Regions from separate parts of the Mus musculus genome. Here region 2 is linked to region 1. Evidence: chromatin contacts called from public HiChIP or PLAC-seq data. All regions are on one chromosome and are shown on one strand. The core of a region is the stretch at or near the end of the contact, and the rest is flanking DNA. Distances in the headings are between cores, read along the strand shown.

Region 1 (3,858 bases), core at 886-3,385:
AGGCACAAACACACACGCATGACAGACAGACAGACAGACAGAATAATAAAATGTAAAACAAATTTCTAAATTCTAGCATTGTTTAAGCTTTTGTTAACTTTAAAAAGTCTCTGCCAAAACTTTAAACACAAACTCCAGCTATGACCTCAAATACACATACAATCAGCTGTATATAAATTTTCATAAGAAATTTAAAAAAAAAAGAGGAACTTGTTTTCCAAAATTTATACATTTCTCTTTCCCATTCCCATGAAAAGAAACTATTCAGGTACTTACACTGAAGGTCTGAAAACTGTGCCCCAAACTTTGTACAAGATAAATGTGCAAATGCCTATCACATCAGTGATCCTAACTTAACATTAACACTCCTGTTTAGCAGCTTAAATAATATATACTAGTGTGGGTTTAAAACTGTTAACACTGGCAAGTTGTGAGCTCTATACACATACACACAAAATGCAAAATAACAAACTTTATCAGCAAATCACATTTCGAAGTGATTTTAATGATTTCATAACAATCAGAGGGAAACACGTTTTTGGTTTAGCAATTACAAGTTGCCATTGTGTCTGATCAGGTGACCTTCGTATTAAAAATCTAAATCTCCACAAAGTGAGTGAAAGTTTCTTCAAGTTATATGGCACACCACCTTAGGTAAACGAGGTTAGCAAAGCACATGTCAATTTGCTCTTCAAGAGCCGAGTGAACCCTGCTCAACTATCAGAGGCTTGGCGATGTGTCAATTGGCACCCTTAAATATGTAAGAATGCTGGTGACTCCAGGAATGCATGAAACACACAGAAAAAAAAAAGATGCTGAATATATATACACATATATGTGTATATATGTGTATGTGTGTGTGTGTGTGTGTATACACACACATATACATATATAGTCACATAGAGACAATTAGACAAATCCTTAAAAATCCGATGTCTGAAATTTTTCAGAAGTTGAGAGTGGGTTACATAGAAATATAGTTAAATCCCTAGTAAAGAGGCACTACTTCACAGAATCACTTGGAGCCGCTCTCCAAGGCGTCCACAAGGCTAAGTCAACACCACTGATCTGATCATGAAGGGGCTAGTATGCCCCTTAGCACCCCCTCTCCTGAAGACCCAGGCTCCAATCACTGAGCGAAGAGTCCCTCGAGATCCGACAGCGCTTCCCTGGACTTCAGAAGCTGGGCAACCCATGGCCGAGGGGGATGGAGGGTGAAGAGAATGAATTCAAGCCCCCTCCTCCATCCCTTCCTGAAAATTAATGAATTGGCTGTACGATTGTTTATCTAATGAGGTGTGTAGTGGCCTCTACTGGTGCTTGTGTGAGCACAAGAATGTCCCACTCTTACAAGTGGGATGAGCCTGGGGGAGGGGAAAGAGGCGAGGGGTGAACCTGCCTCCCGGTACAAAGCGCAGAACTGGACCCCAGAGCTCCGGCCCGGATCCCGGAGGCGCCCCTCCCCCGGTAGGAACCCCTCCTGCCTGCTCCGCTTTCCACCACGCGAGACCCTTTTCTCTCCAGCAACGGGAGCCGAGGAGGAAAAGTTCCCGCACGTTCCCCTCTGGATCCTAAACAACAACAAAAACCCACCGCAGCGGCCACGGGAGCCGGTGCCGCGCCCCAGCCCCCACGGCGTCCCGGGCCCGGCCCGACTTACCTGCGGACTGCGGCGGGGAGCCGCTCTTCGTGGCCGCGGCGCCGGACGCCGGGCGTCCGAGCAGCAGCAGCAGCGGCAGCAACAGCAGCAGCGGCGGTGGCGGACAGCAGCGCCGGGAGGAGGAGGTGCAGAGGAGTCGCCCGGCTTCGCGCTCCGCCGCCATCTCTACCCCACGAGTGGCGGCGGCGGCGGCGGCGATAGCGCCGCGGAGCGCTCGCGCCCTTCCCTCAGCGCGCCTCAGCCGGTCTCTGCGCCGCAGGGCTCGGCTCCAGCCCGGCCCGGCCCGGCCCGCGCGGCCCCCTCGCGCGCCCAGGGGGAAAGACTCCGGGCGCCTCCCTCCTGCAGCGGGGCGGGGAGGAGAGCAGAGGAGAATCAGTACATTCCGGCCGAGAGCCGGGGGGTGGCTCGGTCTCTCCAGGTTCCAGGCGCCGCCACCCGCCGCCGACTCGGGCTCCTCACGGTAGAGCGAGGGGGGCGGAGACCGCGGGGTGGGGGGCGGGCGCCGGAGCGCGCCGTGCCGCGCACGCTCACAGCCGCGCACGCGCGCCTCCCTCCCCACGAGCACCCTCTTCGCGCCCCGCGGCCTGCCGGGCTCCAATCCCGGCGGTCGCTTCGCGGGCAGCCGCGGCGGTGGAGCCGAGCTGGCGCAGGGGCAGGCGGCGGGCCCGCTCCCCTCCCCCCTCTGGCTCTCGGGAGACGGGCACGGGCGCGGGGCGCGCGCGCCGGGCTCTGCTGCTGCTGCTGGCGTCAGGGAAACCCCGGAGAAGCGATCCGCCTCCTTCGCCTCCCGCCTCCCGCTCCTAACCCGCGGGAGAGATTTCCCCTCACCTCCGCGGACCGCTTCAAAGGCTACGGAGACCTGAGGCAGAGCCGCACGGACTCCGGAGCTGCTCACGGAGGCCGCGAGCCTGCGCGCACCTCTCTGCCCCGGGCCTCTATATAGGGCCTCAGAGGAAACCGAATGGCCTCCGGGAGGAAACCTGGGTTCGCAGAGGGTCGGCGCACGGATTTATGTGCTCGCCAAAAACAATAGCAGGCCGCCCGGCTCTTGCTGGGGACCTGGCGCGGTTCCCGTGGGAGGGGGCCGATCGCACTGCGCCGACCTCTGGCTTCCTCTCGGGCGGTACCCGACCCGCCGGGACCGTGGTGCCCCGCGTCCCCACTGAGACACTCGGCTCCGGCTCAGACAAAGGTGCGGGGAGTCCACTCCATCGCGTGCCCAGGCCAGGACCCAACCCCGTGACTCAATCTCCCCGGGGCTAATTCTCTGCAGTCACTGCAGCCTTTTACCTAGGCCCTGGATGGTCACTTTGCAGTTTTGTACTTGAGATCCAAAGTGTCTCTCGACAGTAAACGCGGAGCACGCGGGAATTGGTTTTTCAACCTCCTGGTACTACTGAGGATCGAGCTACCCAAAGTTAGGAGAAAACAGTCTGTAGTCTGCTGGCGAGAGTGCCCATACTGTTCTACCCTGGTTCTTCACTTAGTCATGTTGGGTTGTTGATAGGAGTTGGATTTTTATTTGCCCTTCTGCGTATAGTCAATATCCAAGATGTGTCCAGCAAAAAAAGACATTTCTTTTTCTAACACACACCATGCCTTCTCTAGTCACTTGCTATTTTATCTTATTTTATTCCAAAGTTCCAAAATAAGGCATGGATTGACGTGGGGAATGAAGAGCTCAGAAACCTCATTAAAACAGTGAAATTAGGAGCCCTCCCTTCCCCTGGCTCTTTGAAACAATTGGTTTAAAAGAGCAAACACTCGCTTATTGTTTTCCACTAGGGAAACCATTTAAATATCTTGTTTTGGTTAGAGTTATTAACCAGAAAAAATATTTCCTAAATACCCCTGATGACCTGTTAAATTAGAAATAGATTACCTCCCAATTACTTCACAAGTATTTGCTTAATTAACCTTTAATAATCACATCGTTATTCAGTTTTCTGAGATAATTGATGAGAGAAGCTCTTTGGAAACTATAAATTGCCTTGCAAATGTTAATTTTGGACTATCTAAGACAGAGGGACTTTTTCATTATATTAAAATTATGTATAATGTGACTTACAAAATGAAGCTTACATTTATCTCCAATCTTGAAAAAAATAAGAGTTATAGCTAATAAAATAGCACACTGGTTTTCATGTATGACTTCTGTGAACCATCTCATTAATTTATCAGCCTACTGTATATATTGA
Region 2 (3,858 bases), core at 706-3,205, 1.8 Mb after region 1:
GAGCACAGGAGGTTACTGTGTCAGCCTTTTTGGTAATGGTTAGGATTTAAGTTTGCTTTCTGTTGTGAAACAAGTAGGGAAGAAAGGGTTTATTTGGCTTACGTGTAATTGTCCATCTTTGAGGGAGGTCAAGGCAGAAACTGAAGGCAAAAATCTGGAGGCAGGAACTGAAGCAGAGGCCATGGAGGAACTCTGCTTACTGGCTTGCTTCCAGACTTATATTTTCTACCTTATACAGCTCAGGCTTACCTGCCTAGGTATGACACTGCCCATCATAGGCCAGGCCCTCCCTCGTCAACTAGGAATCAAGAAAATGTCCCACGGACATGGTCACATGCTAAGATGACGGGGGCAGTCCTTCAACTGAGGTTGCCTCTTCCCAGGTGTGTCAGGTTGACAACCAAGATGAGCTATCAGTTAGTCACTTGCTGTGATGGGCAAGGTGAGAACTAGAAACTGGGACAACGGCCATCCGTCCAGGAAGTTTCCCTAGGAGTCCAGCATGAGATAATGCTGGCTTTCTCTGTTAGCAGTGAAGACAGAGGGAACCTGCCCCCACAAACAGCTGGATCACAGTCAGCCAAGTCAGACCAGCTGTGGATCTTCCGGGGGGGGGGGGGCGGGGGCGCAAGATTCCTTAAGTTTAACCAAGAGAAACTTTAGCCATTTTCCCATTCTCTCTCTCTCTCTCTCTCTCTCTCTCTCTCTCTCTCTGTCTGTCTGTCTCTCTCTCTCTGTTACTGACTTTCTGCTGAGGATCAATGGTCTCTGAACACTGTATCTTCAGGAGAGTTCTGAAGACTTCCTCACTTTTACAATAAAGACTAGAGCCACTCTAAGGGAAAGCTTTAGAAAGAACTGCCCTTAGAGACAAAAAGAGCCTTTGTGAGGAGTTCAGGCTGTTTGTCTTTCCATGTGTGTGAGAATTAACATTTTGCCGGGGAAAATCTCACTCCAAGGAAGATTTTTGAAGCCTCCTGTTGACATGACATTAGTAGTTGTTGTTTGACAGACAGTGTTCTTATCCCAGCCTTAAATAGTTTTTCTTGGTTCAGACTTCTGAGTCAGATGAGCTAATGCCTTGTGTACTTATGCCTGTTGTGTCTACAAAAAGAACAAAGCACTTTAAAAACATAATATTTTACATTTTTTGAGAATTTCATATACAATATATTTCAGTTATATTTATCTTCAACTTCTTCCAGTCCCTTTTGGTCAATTTCTTTTCTCACTTTTGGCTACAAGTGAAGTTTTATTGACGATACTCTGTTCCATCTTTTCCTCCACAGCAGTGCACTAACACTTAACCACGGAGGCCAGAAGAGAGCATCACCTCTCCTGGGACTGAGGATAAAGACATTTGGGAGCTGCCACGTAGGTCCTGAGACTCGAATCTCCGTCCTCCACAAGAACAGCCAGTGACCATAACTGCTAAGCTATCTCTCCAGCAGCACTGCGGAAACTGACCCCTAGTCTGTTAACTGTCCATCTGAAAAAGCAGCTCCCTTTTCTTACAGGCTTGTTGTTGGCCTCAGAGATCCCCATGTGTGTGGCGGTTAGACTTGTGGTCCTGGAGTCGTGTGTTCTCATGAAGATCCTGGATGGGAAGTTGCCCCTGCAAGCTGGTTTGTAGGTAGGTAAGCCGGGACCCGATAGGAGGAAGATATGTTTAGCCTATAATGGGCTCGCGAATGGGAAGAAGAGGGGAGCCTGGGGAGATAAGAACCGGTCTAGGCTGGATTTCTCTAACCTTAGACCACCCAAGTGTGCAGGAACCACAGGCCAGAAGCCGGCGCTGTGCCTCCGCTCACTGAGTAGCACAACTCTACACGCTGCATAGCTGAAGTTCCCCAACTTTTCCTCCAGAGGGGAGAGGAAGAGTGTTACGAAGTTTAAAAGGGAAGTCCCGCCCCCTTCCCGGTTTCCGATTGGTCAGAACCGACCCCACCCCAGCCAGGAGACGGGCCCGATTGGCTGCCGGAGGGACCCGGTTGAGCGAGGCCCCCGGGGCCCCAGGTGGCAGGTGGGGCGGGCCCCGCGCGCTCCGGGGCGTCAGCAGCTCCGGCTCTTGCCCTCGCAGCCCGCAATCTGGTGGGAACCCGGACCCTTGAGAGCCGTGGCCATGAAGAGCCTCAAGTCCCGACTGTGGAAGCAGGACGCGCCCGGCCCCACGTCACCCTCATCGCCCACCGCGGTGGCCAGCACGGTGAGCAGCTCCTGAGGCGGGGACCTCGGGGACCCTCTCTGTTGCGTCCCTCACGGCAGATCTGAGATTCGCGGAGAAGTCCTACGTCCCCTTCTCACTTTGACCTTTGCGGAGTACCCTATTCCCACTTGTTTCCTCGGGGGGACCCCCTCTCTGTCTTCCCGTGGTGCCATCCTGCTCTTCGCTTGTCCCATCGCGCTCGGCGCCCGCGATACCGGGGCCAGGTGGCTCCTGTCTTCCACCCGGTGCAGCCGGTGCGGACTCCGGACCCACCAGGCTCCGCGGCTTTCAGCCGTGCCTGAGTTGAGAGAGAGAAGTTATGTGTCCTCCGCTGAGGCTGTCACAGGGGAAGTCTGGTTCTCAGCCAGGCTGGGCGAGAATAGGGATCTCTCGAATGCAGACAAAGCCCCGCTTGTGTTTGACCCTGGAGATGGCGAAGTCGGGAAGGTGATTGTCCTGTTGGCAGAGTAAATCCCAGGTGGGGCAGGTGGGTGCGTAACGTGGGTGCCGAGCTGAAGCCTGGCCTCGGTGTGCGGCGGGAGAGAAGCGGAGTTGTGAGGCTTCTCTGTAAGTTGGCAGAGAGAGCAGAAATCTTGGGAAACATCCTGACTGCAGATGTTGGAACTTGGATAATTTGGCAGGTTAGAATGGCCGTCTCATCAAAATTCTGCTATTAAGGAAGTTCTATTTTAAAAGTCTTGCAGAGTCAAACACAGAGGAAATGGAATGTGCAAATTGCCCGATGTTCGTAATTAAAATGGACTTTTATAATTTTATACAGATTTTAGTTAGGGGTTATATGCTTTCTATGAGAATACAAATTCATTTGTGCCTGGTTTTGAATTTATTCAGATCGGTGTCTTTCTGAAGGATTACCTTTAGTAGTAGTTTAGTTGGCCTTCAAGGAAACTGGCGAAACTAGACTTAAAAAAAATAAGTAGAGCCGGGCGTAGTGGCGCACGCCTTTAATCCCAGCACTGGGGAGGCAGAGGCAGGCGGATTTCTGAGTTCGAGTCCAGCCTGGTCTACAGAGTGAGTTCCAGGACAGCCAGGGCTATACAGAGAAACCCTGTCTCGACAAAAACAAAAACAAAAAAGTTGAAAAAATGATTTGGAGTCTGGGTGTGGTGATGCTTGTCTGTAATCCCAGCATTTGGGTGGCAGAGGCAGAAGGATCACGAATTCAAGGCCAGTCTGGGCTATGTAGGGAGTTGGAGTCCAGTCTGGGTTATATGAAAGCGTGACTCAAAACCAGGCAAACAAACAAACAAACAAAGTGGGATTGTGTGGGGCAGAGAAAGAAATGACAGTAGATTCGGACAGCAGGCTTGCTCTTTGATGTTTGACCACGCCTGAATTTGTTTGGTAAAGTCATGGGGAAAAGGTTTTCTTTTGCTTGGCTTAAAAAAAAATATTTGTCAGAAAAACATAGTGTTTTGGGGTAGCCATGGTTACAGATCAGCATCTTCCCCATTCCCTAGCAGAAGATCTGCCTTTCTCCAGACTTGCAGCTGAATTTCTCCTGGAGGAAGCCCTGAGGTTGTAGCTGCTGCTGCTGCTGCTGCTGGATTCAGTATGCGCCGCGTTGGCTTGACACGCATGAGTCTCTCTTGAGTTTGTCTTCAGTACACACTAAACTGAGCATTTTGCCA

Evidence for each region. HiChIP or PLAC-seq counts read pairs in DNA pulled down with a chosen protein or histone mark.
Region 2: a contact with region 1 is called in an H3K4me3 HiChIP or PLAC-seq map of embryonic stem cells, with 5 read pairs. The contact joins the promoter of Uaca here to the promoter of Neo1 in region 1.

Annotation. Positions count from the first base shown.
Region 1 is chr9:59,034,306-59,038,163 of GRCm38.p6, forward strand. Neo1 (neogenin) reads right to left here and starts at 2,136. Exons shown (of 28, transcript NM_001042752.1): 1 at 1,661-2,136. The coding sequence starts at 1,823.
Region 2 is chr9:60,792,487-60,796,344 of GRCm38.p6, forward strand. It overlaps Uaca (uveal autoantigen with coiled-coil domains and ankyrin repeats), which reads left to right and starts at 1,956. Exons shown (of 19, transcript NM_028283.3): 1 at 1,956-2,206. The coding sequence starts at 2,123.